2 separate regions of the Mus musculus genome follow, and region 1 is linked to region 2. Evidence: chromatin contacts called from public Hi-C data. All regions are on one chromosome and are shown on one strand. Each heading gives the region's core, a stretch centred on a gene start, on an enhancer-like site or on the middle of the called end of the contact. The rest is flanking DNA. Distances are from core to core; before and after follow the strand shown.

What was found. Hi-C and Micro-C count contacts between places; a contact is called where the count stands out from the background.
Region 1: a contact with region 2 is called in a Hi-C map of uterus. The contact joins two enhancer-like sites. A contact is called at or near these places in 4 of 15 datasets of contacts at CTCF or cohesin (the NIH/3T3 cell line, embryonic stem cells and stem cell-derived epiblast-like cells), 13 of 484 Hi-C or Micro-C datasets (the HL-1 cell line, cerebral cortex, cortical neurons and 4 more), 6 of 115 datasets of contacts at active chromatin or transcription factors (embryonic stem cells and kidney) and 2 of 9 other capture datasets (embryonic stem cells and pancreatic islet).

What each region holds. Positions count from the first base shown.
Region 1 is chr11:7,158,085-7,165,274 of GRCm38.p6, forward strand. Adcy1 (adenylate cyclase 1) reads left to right here. Exons shown (of 20, transcript NM_009622.2): 15 at 2,122-2,238; 16 at 3,195-3,341; 17 at 3,768-3,866. Among named protein-coding and RNA genes, the nearest start is that of Ccdc201, 27 kb to the right of the region's middle. Within about 2 kb of position 2,252, at least 71 of the 459 cell types and tissues checked have an H3K27ac peak or open chromatin away from gene starts, as enhancers often do. A contact at or near this core is called in uterus, where this site is marked.
Region 2 is chr11:6,773,730-6,780,108 of GRCm38.p6, forward strand. No RefSeq gene overlaps it. Among named protein-coding and RNA genes, the nearest start is that of Gm11981, 57 kb to the left of the region's middle. Within about 2 kb of position 5,057, at least 9 of the 459 cell types and tissues checked have an H3K27ac peak or open chromatin away from gene starts, as enhancers often do. A contact at or near this core is called in uterus, where this site is marked.

The DNA.
Region 1 (7,190 bases), core at 1,002-3,501, 380 kb after region 2:
GTTGTTCTCTTTCCAGCAGAGGTCATGGACCCTGAGCCCCCTTCAGAATTGTCAGTGGCCATGTCCTGTTGTTTGCAGAGCTGGCTCCAGTCTGTCCGGGCAGTGGTGGCCAGTGTCCCTTCTGGTTAGACCTGGAGTCTGAAGCCCAAGCGTGTCTTTCTTGTGTCTCTATACACTACAACCTAACCCTTTCTATTGGAGTACGCTAATTCACTGGTTTTGGTTTTGCTTTGTTTTTGTTTTTTAATCACTTTGGGCTCCTGCACCCAGCTTGGACTTTCACACCGTGCTCCCTGCTCCTCACCACACCTCTTAGATTGCGCCCTCTCTCTTCACATTGCTCCTTAGAATCACTGCTTCTTGGTATCATGCCAGGAAATCTAACTGTGTAACTGGTAAATAAACTCTAGAGAGAGTAGGGTAACCCTCCCCAAAGCCTTTGAAAATACAGCTCTAGGAACAGTGCCTCTAACGATGGATGACAAGATGCTATAGCACGGAGATGTGTCTGCCCTGTCCTGTGTATCACTGCCCACCAAAGGACAGATGTCTTCTATGGCAGGCCACAAGCATCAAAAGCACTATGGTGGCATTTCTGCCACACCAGTTTCATAAATGGTAACAACACACACCTAGACCGTTTCTCAAGCCAAATCCTTTAGAGAGTCAAGTTTTTTGTTTGCTTTTTGTTTTTGTTTTTCAAGATAGGATTTCTCTTTGTAGCCCTAGCTGTCCTAGAACTAGCTCTGTAGACAAGGCTGGCCTCAAACTCATAGATCCGCCTGCCTCTGCCTCCTAAGTGCTGGGATTAAAGATGTGCACCACCACCCTGCCTGGCAATGGTTAAGTTTTGTAGCAGCGATACCTTCTGCGTCTGAAAACTATGGCATATGATATGCCACTAGACCCCACTGACAGCATCCCTTAAGGCTCATGGTGGCCCATACATGGAGCCAGCCCTGACACTTTTTTCTTAGCACTATAGGGCCATAGTTCGTGGTAAGCAGGCTAGGACTGGCTATTCCTGCCATCCTTTTGTCCACTTCTTAGGGCTTCATCTTCTGCTTGTGGTTCAGAGAGTGTGTGCTCCTAGATCCACCCCAGCCCAGCATTCTGGTCTCAGTGCCAGTGGGATTCAAATTCTTGTGGAGGCAACAGAAGTTCTGGGAAAGGTCGATCAGAGGGCTGTCTGGGTCTGGTGCAGTCTGGGGTGGCCACATAGGTTCCTAAGAGATATTTATGAGATGGGATCTGGGGAATTAGACCCTGGAAATGGGGAACCATTCTCAAACACTGAAAATTGCAATGGTGGGGTAGTGAGTCCCTCAACCCTGCATTAAGGCTCTGGTCTTTGTGTCTGGTATGAAAGATGAAGTGTATTCATGTGGACCATCCATGCATCTAGAGCCCCGCATGGATGATCCTTGACATTGAAGCAGCATGCTACACCCCCCTTTCCCACTCCACTCCCATGAGAATTTACTCCAGACACTCAGAGAATAAGGAAAAAGCTCTTTAATAGCATACATCCTGCTCTGGCTAACACCCAACGAGAAACCAGCCATGAAACTTTTAACAGCTTATATAGGTCATAGGCTTCAACATTCCACATATAAAGTTACACTTTGAGCAATTAAGCAGAGACAGAAAACTTCAAGTCTGATCGCAGTTACTTTTAATGTAGAGCAATGCTGTTCCTTTCCAGTAGTTGTTACCCCAGGTCATCCTGCCTGGCAGATGTATGCTCTCCTTGGTGATAGAGCCAGGGTAGAGGTGTGTTCTTTGATATGGAGATAGGTCTTAGTTGGCCACAATCTTAGTGAACTAAACCCTAGCAGGAATGTATTCCCAGAAAGCCTGAAGTTCAGTTATGTTAGAGGCACACGATGTTTCCTGCCGTTCCTAGCAAGCCTGCCTAGGGTGGTGCTCAACTTCTAGGGGAATAAGAGGTAGGGCTTCTTCAGCTACAGTCTACTTTGTGTGCTTCAGTATTCCCTAAGCAAGCTTATTGGTAGATGCTTTATCATTAATTTATCACTCCCGTTCTTTCCTGTATCAAGGTGTCATGGTGGGAGGGTGAGAGCAGCATGAGGGTTGAGATTCATGACCTCTGACCCCCAGGCGGAGGAGGAACGGGATGACATGGAGAGAGTCAAGCTGGACAACAAGAGGATCCTCTTCAATCTCCTGCCAGCTCACGTCGCACAGCACTTCCTCATGTCCAATCCCCGGAACATGGTGAGTGAGTGCCAGGGCTCCATGGGGCCTGCTGGCTGGCAGGACTTCCAGGTCTGCCACTGGAATGCAGCTCAGTGTGGCCCACTCTGTGTCCTTCTGCTTTGCCTGTGGCCTTTAGCAAGCCCTGATTTAGCTGCTCGGCTCTGCCTGGCCATGCTATCAGCTCCCCTGGAATGGATAACTTCTGGTCTACCAGGAAACTCTGGGGAAATTAGGTTGGCAGGTATGCATTTCTTTCCCCTCCCTTCCATTCCGTCGTGGGCTGGCCTGCAGTGTTCATAACAAAATGCAGAGAGGAGAAATTCGTTTTCAAGACTGGATTATTTCAAATGGCTTCCCTAATGTGGGGTCAATAGGTGCTGAAAAAGGAGAGCATGCTCATGTGTCTGACTATCCGTTGCTATGTCTGCTTGAAATGTGGGGATTCGCTTTCCCTCCTCTGCATGGAATGTTTGGCCAGAGCTCCTCACAGCCCTGCCTGCTGCAGTTGCTATGGCCACCAGCACAGCATAAGGGAGATGCGTACAAAGGCCAAGCTGAAAAGTAAAAAAGTCCAGGCTGGCTTCTATAGTTCTAGGGGAAGGGACAAAGCCTGGGGGTTCAGCCTTAAGCTCCTCCAGCCGGAAGCAGCTGCTGTGGTTTCTGTACAATCAGCTGAGCCTTAGAACCAGGAAATGTGCAGCTTTCATAAGCCCTGCCCTCTTCCCTGCTATTCTTCCCCTAGGAGGCTCAAAAGGACAAAGCTGACCACCCAGGATTTGCCCATTCAGTGCCCTGTACAACCTGGAGCTCACAGCATTCCCACAGCATTACCTGTGGAACCAACTGGGCCCCTATGGCCTGTCTCCTATGGCCTGGCTTGTTGGTTCCCCTATGGCTTGGCTTTCCAAAGCTGCTCTTGTTGGTTGGCCGTATCTGGCACTGCACGGTGGTTCTGACCCCTCCTGCCTTTGCAGGACCTCTACTACCAGTCCTACTCCCAGGTGGGCGTCATGTTTGCCTCCATCCCCAACTTCAATGACTTCTACATAGAACTGGATGGCAACAACATGGGTGTTGAGTGTCTGCGGCTCCTCAACGAGATCATTGCCGACTTTGATGAGGTGAGGCTGCAGCATCCACTCACAGGGTAGCAAGGATGACCTTCCATGGACCCAAATCCTGCTGTGTCCACTGTGTCTCCAGTAGGGTCCAGGACAGAGCATCTTGGCTCTAGGAGAGGGCAAAGGGCTGGGTAGCGTTCACTCTTGGAGGGCAGGTAGGAACTTCTTGGACCTTCCCCAGCCAGGCACTGTGTTTGCCCCAGCCCTGGAGCCTCTTTCCTTGGTGACAGTGAGCTTGGCTTCAGAGACAGGGGTTGTATCTTGCTGTACTTCCTGGATGCCTCTTTCATGCAGAGTGACAGACCCAAAACAGACCAGAGGAGCTGTTGTGCACAATTTGATGGCCACCTCCTCTGTTGCCCCCTAGTGGATGTTGGCTATATGACATCTCGTGATATTAACAGTTTTCTTGTGTTTTAAACAAAGCTCATGGACAAGGACTTCTATAAGGACCTGGAGAAGATTAAGACCATTGGGAGCACTTACATGGCTGCCGTGGGGCTGGCGCCCACAGCAGGAACCAGGGTAAGCAGGTCTTAGGGCACTGGTTCAGGCATGGGCCAGGTCAGGGCCCCATACTGGCGTTAGTTCCTCTACGCCTGACTAGGGAAGAAGATCCTACGCTATCTTGCCATTGGCTGGTTCTGTCTAGATACCCAATCTTAGAAAAGCCCTTAAGCCCTCCTCACCAGATACCTCCCTTTGCTCCAAGACTTGGGATGCTGAAAACGACCCCCCCAGACTCCCACCCAGTAGAATTGTGAAAATGACATGGCTCTGAGGCTCCAAAGGAGATTGATTCCATGATTGACACTGTCCCAGAGCAGGGATCATTTTGCCAAACATTTAAGGAACGAATGCTGTCAGTCACCTCCAGCTGTTTCCAGGAGACAGGCAGAGGGAAGGCTTCAGACTCATCCTAGGCCACACCCTCATACCAAAACTACACAACGACATCACAGGGAAGAAAAGCCACAGGTCACTATTTGCCTCTCACAAATGCAAATGCATAAACTCCTCATCAAACATTAGCAAATAGAGTCAAACACTAAGTAAAGTGAATCCTACCTGAGGGACAGGTAGGATTTATTCCAGGTACAAAACACTGGTTTAATATTCCAAAATGAATTTGTGAAATTTACCCGATCAACATAAGATCCAAAAAACGAATGCAAAAATCCATTTGATCCAAGACTCATTCCTGAATAAACGTGATTAAAATCAGAAAAAAAAAGGAGACTTCTAAGTTGACAAAGAACACAAATAAAAACCCTATAGCTGAGCGTTGTATCTAATGGAGATAAAACTTGCCAGCTCGGGATCAGGAGCATTACAAGAATATCCCTTCTCATCAGCATTAATATTCGTACTGAAATCAGGATTTTGCTAAATAGTCTAGTTGGGACTTGAACCACTATGTAGCCCAAGTTGGCAATGAATCCCAATCCCTCTCCCTTCGTCTCCTGATTCCCAGGACTGTAGGAGCACACCAGGATACCTGACTCATACCCACTTAAATTCAACAGCGTTCTGGAAGTCCTAGCTAAGGCCCTAGGACAAGAGGAGATAAAGCACATATAGATTTTGAAGGAAGAAAGAGAATTATCCGTCTTTGCAGATGACATGATAATATATGTGGAAAGGCTGAACAAATGAGTGATGATGGGTGGGTGGGGGATGGGTACATGACACTCCTAACCAGTGAACAAATGAGTGAGGCAGGATCCAGGGTTCACATGTAAAAGTCAGTCCTTCTCTCTATAATAGCAATGAACAGTTGCTATTTGAAATTCCAGACATAATGCCACTTATATTAGTGCTAAAGTATAATACCAGGTATAAATATAACTTGGAATATATAAGAGCTATATAAGGAAAACTATTCCATGTCCCTGCACAGAAAAGATGACTGCTGTCAAGATATCAGTGCTTTTAAATTTGATTTATGAAATTAATTTAGTCTCAGTCAAAATTTTATCAGGAAATCTCATGACCTTGACAAACTGAACCTAAATTTATACTGACAAAGGATCCAGAAGAAGCCAAGACAATCCTGGAGAACTAACCAGACAGCTACAGCAGTCACATAGTGTAGTGTCCTGGGACAGAGTGCCCAGAAAGAGACACATAGAACTATGCCCAGTTGATCTCCATTTTAATACAATAGTTGCATATTCATACGAAAACCACAACCAAGATAAAGATGTCCTGCTCTTCATAAGATCAATTCAAGTAAAGCGATTAACCTAAATGTAGACTAAAAGTCTAAAAACCTCTGGACATTGGAGAAAATCTAGATGGTCCTGAGTTTGGGATGGTTCTTTTTAGACTTTACACCGAAGTATAATACCAGTAGCATAAATCCTGAAAGAAAAGATTATTTTAGTTGGACTCCGTCAAATGAACCTCCTACTCTGTAAGCAACGTTGTGAAGGAACAGTCTGTCTGCAGGCTGGAGGAAAATTTGCCACCTATCTGATAAAGGACTTATACTTAAAATAAAATTTTAAAAAACCTGTAAGATTATAAAAAAAAAATCAGAAAAATGCCAAACTAGTTAAAAACGGGAAGTCTGGATAGGGGTCCATCAGTGAAGATGTAGAGAGGCAAGGAAAGACATGAGAAGATGTCCCATATTTTAAGTTCTTAGGGAGGAGATTAAAGCATTAGCATTGAACCACATTGACCTATTCAAACAACCCAAATCCAGAACACTGGAACCACTGGGTGCTGGGAGTCTGCGGGCAAAAGGAACTCTTGTTGCTTACTGCTGGGGAGGCAAAATGCTCCAGTGACTGTGGGTACAGTTTGACAACTTCTTACAAAGCCGTTCAACTGTTACCAGCGCCTGCAAACCCGGCAACTGCAGTCCTTGGTGTTCACCAAAACGAGACGCACGCTTACATCCACACAGACATCTGCTACTCCGAATCACTAACGACTGAAAGCCAACAAAAGTCCCTTCATTAGGCGAATGGATGAAGACCTTCTGACATGCCCATAGAATTAAATATTGCTGTCCTAAAATTGTGCAGGTGACAGAGGCACAGTGAGACCTGAAGCTACTGTCTGAGAAAGACAAAACCACAGAGACAGAATTAGTGGCTTCTGGGTATGGGGTAGTAAGAGTCATGGCTCGGCAGAGCACGGAGGATTTGTAGGGCAGGGGAGCTATTGTGTCACACTGCACTGCATGATATCATACATTCATCAAGCCTGCCGAACAGACAATACCAAGGGTGAGCTCTAATGTTAACTGTAGCTGTGGGTTGGTAATTATATTGCCAGCATTGGCTCACTGACTGTAACAAATGTGCCACTGGGATGCAAGAATTCAGCAGCAGCCAGTTGTTTGCAGAGAACGTTACTGCATAGAGACTCCTTATCATCAGTTGCATATAAATTAAAGTTCTTTAAAAAATAATAAAGCCTATTCGGTGTTGTCTTAAGGACATTAGTTCCCTGATGTTGAGGACAGTAAGTCTCCTGGATAAATACAGAAATTGAAACCTTCTGGCCATCATTGCTTTATGAATGTAAGGACTTTGTCCCCCAGTCACATCCTCACAAATTCAGTGTCAGTCTCCAGAAAGGAAGCTGGCACCCCTCCCTCACATATGTCCCTTGTCCTTGCTCAGCTCACGTGCAACATGTATTGACAGCATTATCCAGATAGGTGCCTGGACACATGATGCCCGCGTCCAGGGGCTGTTCCCCACACCTCCAGAGGGGCATGATCTGGACTAGTGTGACTTTGGGTGGCTTCTGCCCCTGACTCCCAGAAGCCATGGTTTGGGCAGTACCCTGAGTTTCTCATCTGTACAATAGGAAAGTCAGTGGGTCTCCAGG
Region 2 (6,379 bases), core at 3,807-6,306:
ATAGAATCTGTCTTTATGGAAGGTGTCACATGCAGTCAAGCTATAGAACATATCTTTGTGGAAGGTGTCTGTCTTAGGTTTGGGTTTTATTGCTGTGAAGAGACACCATGACCAAGGCAACTCTTATAAAGGAAAATGTTTGATTGGGGCTGGCTTACAGTTTCAGAGGTTCAGTCTGTTATCATCATGCATGATATTATGCAAGCTGACTTGATGCAGGAGGTGTTCTACATCTTGATCCAAAGATAGCCAGGAGAATGTCCAATGTCTTGTGCATTGGGCAGAATTTGAGCATAGGAGACCTCCAAAGCCCACTCCAACGGTGACACATTTTCTCCAACAAGGCCACACCCACTCCCACAACGCCACACCTCCTAATAGTGCCACTCCCTGGGCCAAGCACATTCAAACCATCTCACATTTCGTGGACAGACATTCTGAGGTTTGGTTGTTTGAACAAATGGGGAGGTTTGCGCAAGCACATGTGACCTATCAGTGTCCATGAACTTTACAAAGAGTTTCAATGTCCTCTGATCTGTATTTATCTTGCTTTGTTCCTCAAGGAGATTTATGCTTTATTGCGCACTTGTGATTAGTTAATTATCACTGGGAAAGTTTTCACCAAATTGTGCTGTGTTTACACATGCCTGAAATAAACCACTCGGGTCCTTCTCCTGAAGTTTGAATCAACACTGGCCGCTGAGTCCCATTTCTGCTCTTTTGCCTCCAATGGCTATCACACTGCTGGCCCTGAACATCATAGAGACCCTGTGAGCTCTCCACCATGAGTAATATATACTAACCAGACTTGGTAGAAGCTGCAGGAAAGAAAAAATGTGTACCTATAATGTAATTTGATTTTAGCTCTGCTAAAATTACATTTCTTAAGATTTGTTCAGTATGACTGATGCCAATTAGGCCCCCTCCCCATAATAGAAGGAGACACTCAGGGTCATAGCTGCCCATTAGGACTGTTCTCACATCAAAGAGCAAGCTTCAATGGGACAGTTCAAATAGGACAGCACTGAGTCAGGGCTGCCATTAAGTCCAAGTTCAGGAAAAGCGTCATTCTGCCTGACAGGAGAGCCTTGGTTAACAGCTGCCCAGGAAAAGCAACCCTGGTCTGTGTCATGATGACAAGGGCAGTATTTTATACTGCAAACCTCCTCATTTGTGCAAACAATCAGACCTCGGAATTTCCGTCCCTGAAACATGCTGAACAGATCAAAGTATAACTTGGGCCTGTGAAACTCCATCAGCTGATGGGAGTTTCTGTTCCGGGCTGGCTGCTTTTGTGCACTGGGTGGATCCAGTCATGCAGAATTATTAAAGATTGCTTTATTAATCTAAATGCTGAGTGATTTCTCACTGGGAAGGCATATTACAAACAAAACAACAAATGAGAGATTCCTGAACACAGAGGGCCTTGTGGAGTATTCTTCCTCCTTAAGGACCAGGCTTGGCATCTGAGGTAATGTTACTTCTAATATGCGTAAGGTGACAGTGGCTGGTGTCTGAATCCCCCAAAGTGAATCGACCAAGAACAACAAGGTTGTTGCCCTGTACTGGAACTATGGGCTGCCACCAGCCTGTTTTTCTCGGTGTGATTCTCCCTCCCCTGCATATCAAGAAGGCTTTAAGACCAGGGATGCTGGGCTCTGCTGTTGAGTGGGGCAGCCAGGCAGGCTCTGAGCTGACATGGATGCCTTCTTTGCCAGTAGAGAGTCTTCATTCACAGAGCTGTTTTAATCATTGCTTGTAGATATTTAGTATGTAGCATGCAATTTAAAACATAGATCTGTGAACACCAGTGTTTTGCTTGCATGTATGTTTTGAGTATGTGCCTGGTGCCCGTGGAGGCCAGAAGAGGGCTGTGCGCTATTTTTAGAGCATTTTTACATAGGACCCAAAAGAAATCAGTAATGTCAGGTAGAATTTGTTCAAAGAAATCCATAGCCCAACTCCCCTTACATATTAAGCATCCTTGTCCGTGGAAAGACATCAGTACTGTGATTTAATAGTCATTTTCTCTCTTATTATTCATATGCTTTAAAAATACTTTGTTCAACAGTCCTTGTAATGAGCCCTCGCGGGATGTGCCCAGGGCTCTTGCTGTTGACATGCCAATCTATAACCTTGTCCCTACTGGAAACTCAACCACTCGGGGTTGTCATTATGGATAAGGCTGTGATAAGCAAATTATTGTCTTCGTGAAGATAACCTTGCCCCTCGGGAGGTCTATTGGCTTATTAAGCAAAATGTCCAGGAGTGAAATTACCGACAGGTCTTTTTATGGCTACTTAAACATCACTGGAAAATGATTTTTCGTGACTGCTTTTAAGAACACTGTTGGTGGTAGAGTGTCTTGAATGTGTGAGACCATGGGTTTGATTCTCAACACTGCAACTAATAAATAAATAAATAAGCAAGTAAACAAAGATTCTGTAGCTAACACTCAAGAACACCACCATATTTTTCCTGGTTTGTCTCTTCTTATTCTACCAAAACGCTGACCAGAAGCTACTTGGGAAGGAAAGGATTTATCTTCTCACACTTCTAAGTCAAGGCAGGAACTGGAGGCAGGAACCTACAGGCAGGAACTGAAACAGAGACCATGGAGGAACGTGTCTCCCTGGCTTGCTCCCCATGGCTTGCTCAGCCAGATTTCTTTTTTTTTTCTTTTTTGGTTTTTCGAGACAGGGTTTCTCTGTCTAGCCCTGGCTGTCCTGGACCTCACTTTGTAGACCAGGCTGGCCTCGAACTCAGAAATCCACCTGCCTCTGCCACCCGAGTGCTGGGATTAAAGGTGTGCGCCACCACGCCCGGCTCAGCCAGATTTCTTATACAACTCAGGATCACTGTCCAGGGGGTGGCACCACCCACAGTGGCCTGAGGTCTCTCACCCCAATCATTAATCAAGAAAATCCCCTACAGTCTTGCCTGCTGGTCAGTCTGATGGAGGCAGTTCCTCACCTGAGGTTTCCTGGTGACTCAAGCTTGTGTCAAGTTGACAAAAGAACTAACAAAAGCAATTTTCTCTTGGGAGGAAGGGTGCTGGGGATTGAACCCAGGGCCTTGTGAATGCTAGGTGAACACTATTATTAAGCTATACCACAGGCCAATTCCATGCATTATTGCAAATTATTGGGGCACACATAGTTTTCAAATGTCAGCAATGTCAAAGGCCATCCTTGATATGCTGTGTGTCATGAGAGGACATGTTTAACAAGATTGGTGCTGACAGGCATATTTGGGGCAGCGAGACTGTGGAGCTATTGGGCTGCTTCACCGACTCATGGCCATAGCCATGAGCACGTTGGTAATAGCCGCTCACTCATATTCTGCCCCAGGTCCAGCTTTTAGCAGTCTGGGGGTCTCCTGTCTTCTGTTCTCATGTGCTTCTGTTGCAATGGACAGACTGTTCTTGTTGATGGTCTCCACCATGTCATCACCTCTAAGTCCTTGGTCAGTGTGAGTCTTCTAACTTGAGTGGAAAGTGCCAGGAGACCCCAGGACTTGGTGGCTCAGAGCAGCACTGCAGGTAAGTCCAATGAGCGAAGGAAGGGACGGGAGGGACGAACCCCACTGCTTCTTGCTCCTTCCACATCTCAGCTCTGTGTCTCGTGGCTTTAGATCTTACTAAAGTGAGGCGCATGCATGTGTGTGCATGCACACACATACATACACACATGCACATAAAAAAATGTTTACTAAATGACCCAAGGAGTAAAATTTAAAAAAAAAAAAAGGAAAATCTACATCCAAGCAACCAAACCAATTTATTCAATAAAGTCATAGCATGGGAAATGATGGAGATAATTTTGTTTTGTCTTGCAACAGGACCTGTCTTAGGGTTTCTGTTGGTGTGATAAACATTATGGCTGAGGTAGTTTGAATAGGTATGGGCTCCATAGACAAGTGTTTGAATGCTTGGCCATAGGGAGTGGCACTATTAGTAGGTGTGGTCTTGTTGGAGTGGGTGTGGTCTTGTTGGAGTGGGTGTGGTCTTGTTGGAGGAAGTGTGCCATTGTTGGGGGCAGGCTTGCAGGTCTCCTATGCTCAAGCTCTGTCAAGTGTGGCACATAGTCTCCTTCTGCTGCCTTCAGATGAAGATGTAGAACTCTCAGTTCCTCCAGCACCATGTCTGCCTGGACGCTGCCATGTTTCCCACTGTGATGAGAATGAACTAAACCTCTGAAACTGTAAGCCAGCCCTAATTAAATGGTTTTCTTTATACTAGTTGCCTTGTTCATGGTGTCTCTTTACAGCAATGAAACCCTAAGTAAGACAGGTCCTGTCTTAGGGATTCTATTGCTGCGATAAACACCATGGCTAAAAGCAACTTAGGAAGGAAAGGGTTTACTTCAGCTTACACTTCTGTATAGATCCATTGTAGATGGGCACCAGGGCAGGAACTCAAGGCAGGGACCTGGAAGTCGGAACTGAAGCTGCGGCCAAGGTGGAACTCTGCTTTCTGGTTTGCTCACAGGCCAGTCTGGTAGGGGCTTTTTCTCAGTTGAAGGTCCCTCTTCCCAGATGTCTTTAGTTTGTATTAAATTGACATAAAAACTGGTCAGCACATGAAAGGAGGGTCAAATCTCACCAGAAATAATTCTGAGGAGACTGGAAGAGGAGAGGCATGAAATGTGTCATGGGGAGGACCTGTTCATGGGATTGATGCTACGTATGTGCACACACACACACACACACACACACACACACACACACACACACCATTGGTGGCTTGTTCAGGTACCATGCCTTAGCTTTGTAAGCATTGAGCCTCACCATTAAGTACTGTGTGGAAATGAGACTCAACACTAAAAACCAAGGCGCCATTGGTTGGAATGGGTATAGGAAGATTACAAAACTAATTACAGTTTCTCTGCATGTCCCAGAGCACAGAAGTCACGGTCTCAATTGTGGTCTAGTGGCATTTGCTTCAGCTATTTAATTTCTGTACTTGTTGTGACAATTGCTTTGATAGAGTGCATTTGTCGAGGGTTTAAAAGTCGCAGCATTTATGGGCTTCCGGCTTTTGTGAAGGAAGACAGATTGTTGGAGTATTTGAATGTCATGATAATGAGGCTGGACCACAGGAACAATTGGTATGTTTTCATGTAATTGAGCCCATTCAGGCGCAATTGTTTGTAAGTTCTGAAATACCACCGTGACATCAGACTTTCTTAGCAATCTGCAACATCCTGCCGTGCACCCACCTAGATCAGTCTGTTTTAAAAATTCATTTCAGTGCAAATGATGCAGAGAGAATGAGTTAAAAAAGTTGGATTCAAGCTAAGATTTTGCTAATAAGACTTTCAGCCTGGAAAAGACAATTGTAAACCTGCTGATTTCTACTCTTTCCTGCTGAGCTAACAGGAAAAAAGTGAGAGGAAGGCAGAAGGTGGCTTTGCGAGGTAGGAGGGGCAAGCTCAGCTCCTCTGGGACCCAAGGACTGTAAAAACACGGTCAAAGTACTCTCACCGTGATCTGGGAACATAGGTTCAGATCTCCTTGAGAAACAGGCTCCCCTGTGGAGACAGTTACATGGATTTTGATAGCAGAAGAACAAAAGAAAGTCATAAATCAAATCATTATTTTTTTTCAAATAGGTTGGTGAGGACAATAGACAGCTGAGTTATAGGAGCTTACAGGTTCTCTGTCTGTCTGTCTGTCTGTCTGTCTGTCTCTGGGCTGAGATTCTATTTAATAACGTTCTTGAGGCTTAGGTTGGTGGAAGCCAGAAGTTTCTCTCCATTCTGAAGGCTTTACCTCATAGTTGAAAACATGCTAAGTTGGATACAGAGGTGGGCATATTTATTAATACATATTTTATACATATTTATTAAAGGGACCAAAGGTAACCCGAGGTCATTCTGATTATGACTTGCCATCGCTCCTCTAGACACTCACAGACGTGTAGTCCGTTAGCTTTATAGAGTCCTTTCACATCAGTGTGGCTTTCCCGCACTGGGACCTTCATCTCACAGGTCAGCTTGTTGGTCAAACATCACCATTTGTACATGTGGAGGGCAAATACTGCTCTGTGTCCTCCACTGCTAGGAAAACTCATTCCTAGGGTCTGATAAGTGTGGGGCTGAGTGAAGGGTTCATTTCACTTTACGGCTAGAGTGCATTATTGAAGAAAGCCAGGGCAAGAACTCAAGGCAGGAACTGGAGCAGATACCGTGGAGAAACCGTGCTTGCTCAGCATTTTTATTATACAAGCCAGGACCTGCCCAGGGGTGGTACCACCCAGAGTGGGCCAGGCCCTCTTACACCAACCAATAATCAATAAATATCGCACAGACTTGCCTACAGGCCAATTTGACGGGGTCATTTCCTCCCTCTTCCCAGATGACTGTAGCTTGTGACAGAA